Regions from separate parts of the Cyprinus carpio genome. Here region 1 is linked to region 2. A link is a contact called in public Hi-C data. All regions are on one chromosome and are shown on one strand. Each heading gives the region's core, a stretch centred on a gene start, on an enhancer-like site or on the middle of the called end of the contact. The rest is flanking DNA. Distances are from core to core; before and after follow the strand shown.

Region 1 (5,975 bases), core at 893-3,392, 50 kb before region 2:
TTATTAAAAGCACATTTCGTAGACTCCAATCGATCAGAGATTGAGACAGAGGAAGAAAAAAATTAGGAATTATACTGTTTAATATAGTGTTTCAGACTCTCCCAGGGAGTCTGGCTCCCAGTTAAGGACATTATTAGCTGTCTGTCTGAATTAGACCATTATGGTCTATCTTGTGATCTGTACAGTATAGTGTTATGTGCACTATAATGTGCTCCGGTCCCTCAGAAGTCTGCAGCGGTGCCAGTTTGAGCATGAGGTAAAACAATACACAACATGCTGATGTTGTCTAGGGCTGAATGGGACTGCAGGCAGAGATCCATGCATGCGTATCTCTCTCTCTTTCTCTCTCCAACCCCCGTTTCACTGACTCACTGAAGCTGTCAGTACAGTACAAGCTGTTCTCTTCACACACACACACTGCAATTGTCTCACAGTCAGGCCATTTGCCAGGTACAAACACACACCAACTGTCAAGGATGGGCAAAACCTCGCCTGTGGCATGAAACCTTTAGACACCACAAAAAAATCTAATGAATATTGCAGGGGACACCGGGGCTAGTTGTCATATTGAGAAATTAGATTTTTGACTTACATTTATCGAAATATAGCCTATATTTTGATAACTCTAAGACAAAAATCTTATTACTCAAATGTGTGTTTTCTCTAGTAGTGGTTTCAAATATCTAGTTCAAAAACACTTGAAATCTGAATAATTTTTGTGAATTTTATTCACGTTTTCCAGAAAGGTATCTAATTTTCATTGGGGTAAATTTTCATATATGTTTTATGTCTTATAATTTTATACCAAAAAGTAGATTTTTTTATTTTATTTTATTTTATTTTATTTTATTTTATTTTATTTTATTTTATTTATTTTGCAGTTTTGTGATTTTATAGTGTGTTCAATATTTGTTATACTATTCGAAATAGAGACAAAAGTCATATAATAGTCTATTTTTTGGCAGGTTCCTTTATGACAACTTACCCTATATATTGTGAAAACATGCTCTGTAATAACGGTGGAAAATTTCTAAAAGTTTTTTTTTTTTTTTCAGTCAAAACAGATTTTCACTTTCAGAAATGAACCAAGCCCAGTCACATGTTAGTTTGACAATAAATAACTTTCTAAAGAACATAACTGATGGGCCATAGTTTGTGCTATAAAATGAATATAGACAGCATTGTCTGTAGTTTATGTAAATAACATGTCTGGGTGAGAACCATTGGTTGAGTGTTTATCCCGCTAGATGGCGCACTGTCCTTCTGTTAGCCAAGGGAACCTCCTCGCATACCCTCACGTACCCACTGACCCCAAAAGCATGTGGTCGGTTTAAAGTAGCGGGTTGTTGACAGATTAGAGGCCTTGACTGTAGTCACATATCTCTAGGATATGAATGACTTGCTATTCTGAAAATAAAAGAAAAACACCTTGCACACTCCCGCCTGGAATACCTTCACCATTCTGTGAAGTGTGTAATTTATCTATACGGGAAACTGGGGGATTACCAACCTCTTTTTGAAATGTGTAATTTATATATTATATTATATTATATTATATTATATTATATTATATTATATTATATTATATTATATTATATTTTATTTTTTTATTTTATATTATTTTATTTTTTTATTTTATATTATTTTATTTTATTTTATTTTATATTATAAATACACCAAACGGCGACCTGAGCTACTTTGTCTTATAAAGATTTGACAGGTTAGAAACTTTCCTTTAGAATGACCTAATGGCAAATTTATTTATAAAAGTTATTTGCAGTTTTGTATGGTAAAAGTAAACTATCATTGAAGTTTAACAAGTATGAAAATCACACACAAGTTGTATAGGTCTCATCCACACAAACTGACAACGTACTGTGCACATACTATTTTGTTTTCTTTTCTTGAACAGAAAGAAAAATCATTGAAGAAAAATGACAAGATTGATCACAATTATCAACTCTAAATCTTTCAAAAGTACCTATAGTTCTGAATCACTGCTCATGCTACACTGAGGTGAAGGAGCACTTGCTTTAGTTTCTTCAGAGCCAAATGAGGTCATTTGTTGCTGCGTGTCTGGAGACGGTTAGCGCCATGAGGCCCCAAATATACTTTTGCCACTCCTTTACACAAATGCACACACTCACACAACAGGGCATCTCCCTCTGACTCATTTCCCCTGATTCTATTCTTACCCCCTCTCTTTCTCTCTCTCTCTCTCTCTGTCTCTCTCTCTGTCTCTCTCTATCCCTAAAGAACCACTTGGCCTCTGCCATTAAGGGCAGATCAGTCCAAGCCAACCACTACATGTGGTTTAGGCCCTAATCTGCTCCTCCCAAACCCATACCTCCCTTCTTCCACTTCCCGACGGAGAGTCTGTCTCTGTGTGGCTGTCTTGGTGGGTGATACCCCCTCCCCCCGGATCTTCCGCTGGGGTCTGCCAGGGAGTGCCCGTCTGCCCAGTGTGTGTTCAGGTGTCAGCGGTTTGCCGAGAACACTGAGACTCTTGTGTGTGTGTGTGTGTGTGTGTGTGTGTGTGTGTGTGTGAGTGAGTGAGTGAGTGAGTGAGTGAGAGAGAGAGAGAGAGAGAGAGAGATGTGTGTCAAAAGACCTGTGAAATTTTTCACTTGTGGCTTTCGATGTATGCTGGCTTTGAAGCAAACATCTATATATTAGTGTACTTAGAAAAGTTATTGAAAAAAGTTGTTTTTAGCATATATGCACATTGAAATTTGAGTCATTCTCTTTCTCATACTGCAATTGTGGGCGGGTCTCTTTTTTTATTTTTATTTATTTATTTATTTATTTTTCTCATCCTTTAGGATGAAAATGCCCCATACCTTAAAGTGATAGTTCACCCAAAAAATTAAAATTTGATGTTTATCTGCTTACCCCAGGGCATCCAAGATGTAGGTTACTTTGTTTCTTCAGTAGAACACAAATTATGATTTTTAGCTTCATGCGTTGCAGTCTCTCAGCAGTACAATGCTTGTCAATGGTCACAGAATCTATGAGAGAGAAAAAACCATGCACAGAAAAATTCAAAATAAACCCTGCGGCTCATGACGATACATTTATGTGTAAAGACACAAAACGATCAGTCTGTGCAAGAAACTGAACAGTATTTATATCGTTTTTTTGCCTCTGATTCACGCAATGTCCTAACTTTTAGAACTCTTGTGAACCGCCACCTGTCTCTCAAATGGACCATTAACACTCTATCTACAATCTCAATTAGGAGTGTCAATCGTCCACTTGAGAGATAGGTGGCAGTAATGCACTTATAAGTCTGCGATCCACCATAAAGCCACAAGAAGAAGATGATGCAGGCTGCTGTGAAGCGCATTCACAAGAGTTCTAACAGTTCGGACATTGCGTGAATCAGAGGTAAAAAAAAAAAATGATATAAATACTGTTCAGTTTCTTGCACAGACCAATCGTTTTGTGTCTTTACACATTGTATCGTCACGAGCCGCAGGGTTTATTTTGATTTTTCTGTGCATGTTTTTTTTCTCTTATAGATTCTGTGACCATTGCCAAGCACTGTACTGCTGAGAAACTGCAACCCCTGAAGCTAAAAATCATAATTTGTGTTCTACCGAAGAAACAAAGTAACCTACATCTTGAATGCCCTGGGCAGATAAACATCAAATTTTCATTTTTGGGTGAACTATCCCTTTAATACCACATTCATCTGACTAGCAATAGTAAATAGCATCAGTAACAGCTGTGACATGAATTAAACTGTTTTTAAAAGATAAATAAATAAAAGGGACAAGTCTTTCAGTATGTCTAGCTCAAACTTTTTGTTTAAATTGGAAATGTGCCAACACAGGAGAAAATTCATGGTGTCTTTACATGAGTTTACATTACTTTGGGCTCTAATTTCTCTTGTCATTCTTAAAAATTAATGAATCTTCAGACTCTTATTCACGCATGCACACACATTTGTTATTATATCATGGCAGGGACTTTACATTGGCTTTATTAAGCTGATTGCAGTTGCTATACTGTAACTCTACATCTTACAGGAACATTTTGCCTTTTTTTTTGTGAATAAAATGTTATTTAGGCCCTTTATTAAGCTGTTTTCGTGAAATCATCACTTGGTCACTATGCAGATAGCAAAACCTTTCCCAATTCTTTAAGATTAGCTAAAAGTATTTGTGAAGGAGAAAAAAATGTGGTCAAATATCTTTCATCAACTTTTCTCTTTTTCCACTTGTAATCTTTCTTTAACCACAGGGTAATTGTAATGTCACTGATTTTAAACTCTTTTGGTGATTTAAGGCCCTTTTGAAGTTGTTGTTTTTTTTTTCCACAAGATTTTTTCTGCGCATTGCAGACATACTGAATGGTTTCCCTGTGACGTGCCATGCTTGCTTTAATGCACCTTCATTTTTCTGTGGTTACACTTAATATGACACCAGTCAACCAATAGGAAACGTGCGTTGCTATTTTAAGACACGCCTGTCCAGCTTTATGAAGACCTCTATTTTCTTTGGCATTCAGCAGGCAGCTTTTAAATTTTCATCTTGAAAGAATGAAAAACCTTCTTGTGCCATGACCAACTCACACCAAGCTTGGGTTAAAAACATCCAGATTCCTCACATCGTAATCAGCAGTAAGCATCAGGAGGCCTACAGATCTTTCCATATACAGTTTGCATGTTTTATGTGGCTCTGGAAAATATGTAGGCAATCACATTCCCACGCATGTTTCGGAGAGCCACGATGAAGCCTTGTTTAGCCACGTTATTATTGTTTACAGCGGCTGTAAAATACACAACTGCGAACGATAATTCCTGAATTCACACCTCATCAAGCACAAGCACGGTTTGCGTGACTAAAGCAGACTAATTGTTTTCCTCAGTGGGTGCAACTGCAGTGATTGATATCACCCACCAGAGGGGGGAGAGTCAAGAAAACCACAACAATCCCGAGAAATAATGCCTTGGGAGTCACTCTCAAAAGGATTATATCACACATGCCTCACATGACAGATATTCCCGCTCGTTGCCTAACTTTCCTGAGGCGGTGCCATGCTGTGCAGCCAGACCCACTCGGCATACATCAACCTCCCCCATGTGCCAACGGAATAAACTATGCATGTACTGCTCCTGTAATGTAGCATGTCAGACTCCATGAGCAATGTTGTCTGCCAACAACTTCTGTTTGTATTATCACTGCAGCGCTCAGCGAAAGACCTTGTTTACGGTCTCGTCATCTCCCAATTACACGTCCATTATCACTCGCTTGTTTTTTCAATCAAAGTATTTCGGTTAAAACAACAGACAGACAATGCAGGAGTACCAAATACCAACAAATACTCTAGGAATCGACACCCCTTGTTCCTTGAGAGAGAGGCCTCGACGTCACAGATTTGAACGTATGCGGTTGAGGCAGGTCAGTCAAGGACAGGTCTGCACGACTGCCAGAAGGGATACAAAATACATTATGCTTCAGTCCCTCAGGGTAGAACTGGCAGTGGTGGTGTTTAGACCTGGAACTGGCCCAAATAGTAACAACAGTGCGAGCTGAAGCGTGTGAGTGTGTATGCCGGGCCAGAGATGGGAGGACAGCTGCATGTAGGAGTCGGGACACAACCCCACATAGCTCCAGCGTTCACCGTCTGACCCCGCTCTGATGGGAAACTGTATCTGTGTGTGATGGCGAACACAATGGGATACTTGTTGGTTAAGTTTATGTATGAGTGCATGCCCACATGTATGATTTTATGTGTTATTCCGAACAGTGTGTGCTCTGCTTTGAGAATTCAACCTACATATCTTCAGTTTGGACTTTGGATGCTCTTTCTTGTCCTGGCGTGACTCCCCAAGAATTTGACCCACAAAATGCTGGAAAAAAACCTCATAGCCTCAAATGCGCCAGCAGTTTCAATAACAGTGAAAAGAACATCATGGTTGGGATAAATGATTTTAGATTGGATCAACATCTTTTGATCCAACTCAGAAC
Region 2 (6,420 bases), core at 1,753-4,252:
ATTTTCTTCATAGTGTTTTCTAAAGTCAATATATAAATATAATTTGGAATAATAATAAATTGAAATAATATTTCTATATTTTTAATCAAATAAATGCAGCATTGGCAAGTTTAAAAGAATTCGGTAACATAGTGCAGTATCCTACTGTTGCGCTACATAGGGCACAATCTACAATCACATTATAACATCTGTCCCAAAAAACTTTGTCATGCGGGATAAACTATGGAAATTGAAAATTGAACATCAATATTCCAGCATCCAAACCTCACTGCGGATGTCAATAGGCTTTACATATTAAAAGCCAAACAAGCTGTGGCCTCTAGCAGCTAATGAGAGGACAGATTAACAAGGCTCTCATTAAATGAGAACAAATCCTTCTGAAACACAGAGAGGTCACCACTGGTCACCAGATGGATTTGAGGTCAACTGCCAAACTGAAGCACCAAAATCACTGTTAAGACTATTGAATGTAATTTTGAACTCTTAAGATTTATTTAATATTGTCCTTATTCAAAATTGTTTCAAAATCACTACAAAGAACTGGATTGTTCCTATTAATGTTTTCTCAAGGGATTTTCAGCTTGAAGAAAATGTTCTGAGGGCGGACCAACTGACCACAATAAAATCAAGAGTAAACACGACAGTAAAATGGCCACTGACTCTTTTTGGAAACTTCAGCTCCATAGGCCTGCACAGCAAACATCTATATTTTGAATTACTGTATATAGTGCAGTAGGTGTGCATTTCTGCTTTCAAACAAATTGTTTGTCAGGAAAAAAACAAAATAAGTATTGCAGGTGGTAGCATGTGAATGCCATCTTCAAGTGCTTGTGATTTCACAGATTCACAGATTTGTTCTTTTGGAACTAAACAATGACCCCAAAAGACTGCGATAAACAGTATATGTAGGAAGCCATGGGATATAATACAATAATATATTTTTCAATAAACAAGCAGTATGTGGGCTTTCATTACACCAATTTTTAGCTGACCTCACCCTTGATGCCTAATGCATGGTTTTTATGATTTCTTTTTTTTTCTTTTCTTTTTTTTTTTTGAGTGCAGGAAGTATAGGTATTATTGCATGTTCTTACATCCTGAGGTTGTAAAGTATTTTTTATTTTATTTTTTGGCCTTGAATGGAATTCATTAGTTACTTAACTATATGTGACACATGCTCTTTACATTCAAAATTGGACTTTGTAGACATAAACGATCAAGCACTGTACACAAAACCACTGTTAACAAGTTGCATAACATAGTGAGGTAAAATTGCAGGCAATAGTGTGCGTTATCTTGAAAAAGAGCTCTGATAGTTAGGGAGGAAGCAGAGATGATTGGATCACTTTTATGGTTTGTTTATTTATTCTGAAAATATTTAGCCTTAAACTATTAAATGTAGACTTTGAAAACATATAGTGGCCATTAAAATTTTAACTATGGTAATTCAGTTAAAGTCACAATGTAATGGAAGTAGCGACCAATAAAGCAAAAAATGTAAGGTGAGTTTTGTCTCAATCCACTGGTTGTTGATTGGATGGAGTCAGACATGAAAGTGAACTTGCATTCAATCTTAAAGGGTTAGTTCACTCAAAAATGAAAATTTGGCTGTTAGACAATTTTACAAATAGACAAATTAGACAATTTTTAATAAAACTCTGACTGGATTCCTCTGAAAGAAGAAAGTCATATACACCTAGGATGCCTCGGGGGTGAGTAAAACACAGCCTAATTTTCATTTTTGGGTGAACTAACCCTTTAAGAAATGGGTGGGGTTTAAACAGATAAAATGATTGGAGAAGTCCAGCATATGTCACCAGAGAGAAGTCTGTTATTTCGATCGAGTTATAACATTGTAAATAAAACATTAAAAAGGTCAAAAGATTTCTAAAAAATAAAACAGACATGGATAAGTCATTTACAATAAGATCAATAAAATGGATACTACTGTATATAAGCAGGGTGTGAATTGCCGGTTTGTGGGGTGGGGTGGGGTTCCCCCCTCTGGTCTATGGGATTAAAAAAAAACATCCCCGGGGGAATGCTGCTAAACCAAATGACCATATAAGTGTATAGACAGCTTTCTTGTTTATAACGGGGGAGTTTTTTTGAGAGTTCTTAAACTTGTGCAGTGATAACATTCTTTGATAATGCAGCCTAATGTTCTTTGCTTGCTTTCTCTATATAACTTATTAGTTGTGTGAATAACCATGGAAATTAAATTGTTACAATTAACAGGCCTAACGTACAATGTCTTTATTAAACTGTGATCACATTAAATCCAAATATTTTATGACATGACACCCATTACCTGGAACTTGCCTAAAAAGACAGATATGATGTGCGTTGTTAACAGATTACATTAAGTAACATTAGGTTACTATTAGGTTAGACTATAGCCTTACCTTTTCTCCGCCTATGGAGAAAAAAAATTCAAAAGCATCCCCCTCTGTTTTCTTTATAAATCACACCCTGTATACAAGTATGCACACTACAGACACATGAAAGTAGTTCACTACTAAATTGTTGCGCTCACAAGGGTCTGTTAGAGAAGCAAAAGTCTCTGATTTGTGAATGTGATTTGAGAACCAGGTCAGTCTGATTCATGAATTTATCATTCACTGTTTTTGTGAACTGGACCAACTGATTCATTGAAAAAAATCCAACTAAAAAGCCTAGTTCATGAATTGGTCATCACTAGACCTACTTTTTATTTTTATTTTTTTTTACATTTCAGAGCTTGAAAGTTTTTGAAACAATAGGGTTAGTAAGTAATGATGCCATGGGGTGAACTATCCCTTTCATTTTAGAGGCATTTTCTAAAATTATTTATCTACTACTAAAATTGATTTTTAATTGCACTGTCCATTTCAAATAGTACCATAATGGTAGCCACAATAAGATGTATTCTACCCCTTAGACCGAAAACAAAACCCTCCCCCGTTGTGTGCACATTCTTTGTCTGGTTGTTTTGATGGGAGTGCAGCGAGTCAACGGGTTCAAAAGTGGGCGAGGCTCATGAGGGCTGCGCAGCGTTCAACTCTCTTTCCTCAAACCCACTGTGTGCTGTCTCATACGACGAAAGCGCAAAAACTTATATTTTTTTCTCTTGCAGCCTTACCAAAAAAACTGCAGTGTTCCACAAATGTTGTACACTTTGTTTGTCCTCAAGTGACCTGCTGCAGACGTGAGTACATCCAGTTCCTGTGATATTAATAGCTCCCCTGCGTCACCAAATTGTGCTAGATGGCTCTGCTAGACACGCGATGCTAGCCGAGCGCGCAGCAACGCATTCGCACCCCAAACAAACATTGTTATAAAACAGATATCTATCGGGCATCAGATGACTGTCTAGGTCGGATGTGGCAACGTGTGCACAACGTAATACCTGATGCATTGATTGTTCAGAAGGGCTCAGCAGGAAGTGGTTATCCTATTTTTTATTATTATTATTATTATTTCAACAGTTTTAGTCTGCTTAAAAGGAATCTTTTAAGATCATATGAGTGTGGAAATGCATGCAATATCAAATGAAAGTTGCATTCATGAAAAACTATAAATTATAGACTAGGTTAGAGGGAGCCAGTGGGTGGAGAACTGTTGAATCAAACTGTAACTCATCAACAGGTCACAGCAGGGGCATAGCCACCATTTCAAAAATGAGGGGGACAGAAATGTCAAATACAATACCTTAATTTTTTTTTTTTTAATTGATAGGTTGTTATTATTATTATTATTATTATTATTATTATTATTATTATTATTAGTGATTAGTGATTTCTTGCAGGTTATAAGTTATTAGTTCTGTGAGTCTGTTTAGGACTTTCAGAGCGAGAGCGCCCTCTGGCTTTGAGTATGAATGAATCGTGCACTGCATGAGAGTTTTTAGCACTTCGTGTTTACATCGCCTAGTTTCAGATATGGATAAAACGTCAGATCATGCATTGACTATCTTGTCTCTTTGAATTTACATCTAGATTTATTCACACTGGCCCTTGAAAACCTCTACATGAACACTTGCCTGAAAAAAGTATGGGAGACGGATTTACGTTTATTTAAAGTGGGGGGGGGGGGTCACATCACCCACATGTTCTATACCCATGGGTCACAGTATGCAGAATCAATACAGTACAGTATTAGTCAATACTGTAAGAAATAGTTTGTCAGGAAACTCTGGAAGCCTGAGTATATACAGTACAATAGTTAACAATATTTCTGTATCCATTAGTGCAGGTATTGACTGCATTTGTTCTACTGTCAGAATTTGCACTAAACATCATGGCAGTGTCCTGTTTTCATTGATCATCTTAGACTTTTTGATACATAACACTGAATATGTGTTACAGGCATAATGGATTTTATGTCAGTTTGGTTCGGTAAAGTAACTGTAACACATTGCAGTAACTCTAACATTTTCAATCCAGTGCCTCTAAAGGTGATTTGAAACATCTTGCAGTGCTTTGTTTTATAGAGATCACACGCACACACACACACACACACACACACACATCTGGTTTACTTTCCTTGTGGGGACTCTCCATAGGCGTAATGATTTTTATACTCTACAAATGGTATATTCTATCCCTTTACACTACCCCTACACCTAAACTAACCTCAATTCAGGTCCCCACAGTGACAACACGAGTTCCCATGAGTCATTGGGTAGTCAGGTTTAAGTTCCCACTGGGATAAAAAAGCATGTATACACACACACACACACACACACACACACACACACACACACACACACACACACACACACACACAGGTCAGTATTGGATATTTAATTGTTCGTGCTCATTTTGTATAAAGCACACCTAAAGGCATAGTTCACCCAAAAATGAAATTGGCTAAAAATTCACTCACCTTTAGGCCATGCAAAATATAGTTTGTTTCTTCATCGGAACATATTTGAAGAAATTTAGCATTACATCATTTGCTCACCAATGGATCCTCTGCAGTGAATGGGTGCCGTCAGATTCGTTGTGTTTCATAAATTCACTTGAAGCATGTAAAATGATTTTAGTTTTTAAGTGTTTTATTTTGAATTTATTTAGACAAATTAGTGTCAAATTTAATCATGTAATAATTAATGTAATAATTACGAAAGTTCATTGCTTAATGGAATCAGCCAGAGTTATAATATCACTGCTGTTTACCACTTTCTTTTTTCTTTTTTTTAAGCACATTTCTTTCCAGATTCACACAGGTCAATATTATGTTTATCCTCATGTTTCTCCCCATGTGAAAGGCAAAATTTAAATCCCCACATGATGCTTAGAAATCCCCATATCATTATAAATGATTTTGTAAGCCTATTTTGGCATCGCTCTTGATCTTTGTAAACATACTTCAGTTGCGTGATTCACATCCACACCTGTGGTTTTCAGGAAACTCTGTAACCATAATGCCACACACAGTTTGCAGTTACGTACTAACATGCCCTGCAGTTGCAGTGTTGCATAATGTGTATCTGGTTACATTATTAGAGCAACCACTGATATCATTCATTAGCTTAATATAACAACGTGACACAAAGTAATGCTGATGCAATCCCCTTTCACCAGCTTCTGCTAGAGTTTACGCTTGGGTGCAGTGGGATCTTGGCCCGGCCCCAGAGAAAGGGGAGGATAGCAGACAGGGAGATGGAGGGAGAAAGAGACAGACAGACAGAGGAGGGAGGTGGATCTTTCAATTGCTGGGTTCAGTGTTGTAGTCTATGGGGAGATGGGGGTGTTGATGCATAGAGACAAACCTGACCGAGCTCCCCAGTGTGTACTGCATACAGACAAACCTATTCAGTCACAAACAACTCACCTAGATATTTATGTTTGACTTCAATAGAAAGTTAGCAAAGTGAATGCGCTGTGGGTATGCAAGCGTGTGTTTCAGTGCCACTAGGATCATCAAAGGTTTTTCAAAATAAAGACTGTTTTCAAACAAGTTTCCTAACTGCCATTGGCCATCAAAAACAGTAGCCACACCCCAAACTTGTGCTATTGGTTGAGTCATTGTTGCTATGTCAGGCTGATCTGGATGCTCAAATAAACAGAATCATTTGATGGCGCCACAGAGTGTAAACCTACAAATGCCATTTATTTTAGTATTTTAAAACAAAAAATTCGAATCTGTGTTTTATGTGCAAACCACAACCACTTCTTGAAAATAAGAAATCAAAATGTAATGCCATTTATTTATTTTGTGTATTTACTGGTATTTATTCTAATATGTAATTAGCATATATCTAATGAAATACTACATAATATAACTTTTTATAGCTTGTTTTCCTATTTGTGTTGCATAAAATCACTGTAAAAAAATGCTACGGTAAAAAACTATTAATTGTTTAATCTTTAAGTTATGTTACCATATACCGTAAAACATTGACATTGCTTTAATGTAATTTACATTTAAATTTGC

Evidence for each region. A called contact is a pair of places that touch in the nucleus more often than the background predicts.
Region 1: a contact with region 2 is called in a Hi-C map of skeletal muscle, with 2.9 times the contacts expected there. The contact joins two enhancer-like sites. A contact is called at or near these places in 6 of 8 Hi-C or Micro-C datasets (liver, red blood cells and skeletal muscle).

What each region holds. Positions count from the first base shown.
Region 1 is chrA25:12,504,803-12,510,777 of ASM1834038v1, reverse strand. All of the region lies in intron 10 of LOC109046150 (OTU domain-containing protein 7A-like), which reads left to right. Among protein-coding and RNA genes, the nearest start is that of LOC109051631, 42 kb to the right of the region's middle. Within about 2 kb of position 2,142, at least 3 of the 8 cell types and tissues checked have an H3K27ac peak or open chromatin away from gene starts, as enhancers often do. A contact at or near this core is called in skeletal muscle, where this site is marked.
Region 2 is chrA25:12,455,568-12,461,987 of ASM1834038v1, reverse strand. All of the region lies in intron 1 of LOC109047434 (transient receptor potential cation channel subfamily M member 1-like), which reads left to right. Among protein-coding and RNA genes, the nearest start is that of LOC109047434, 4.5 kb to the left of the region's middle. Within about 2 kb of position 3,002, at least 3 of the 8 cell types and tissues checked have an H3K27ac peak or open chromatin away from gene starts, as enhancers often do. A contact at or near this core is called in skeletal muscle, where this site is marked.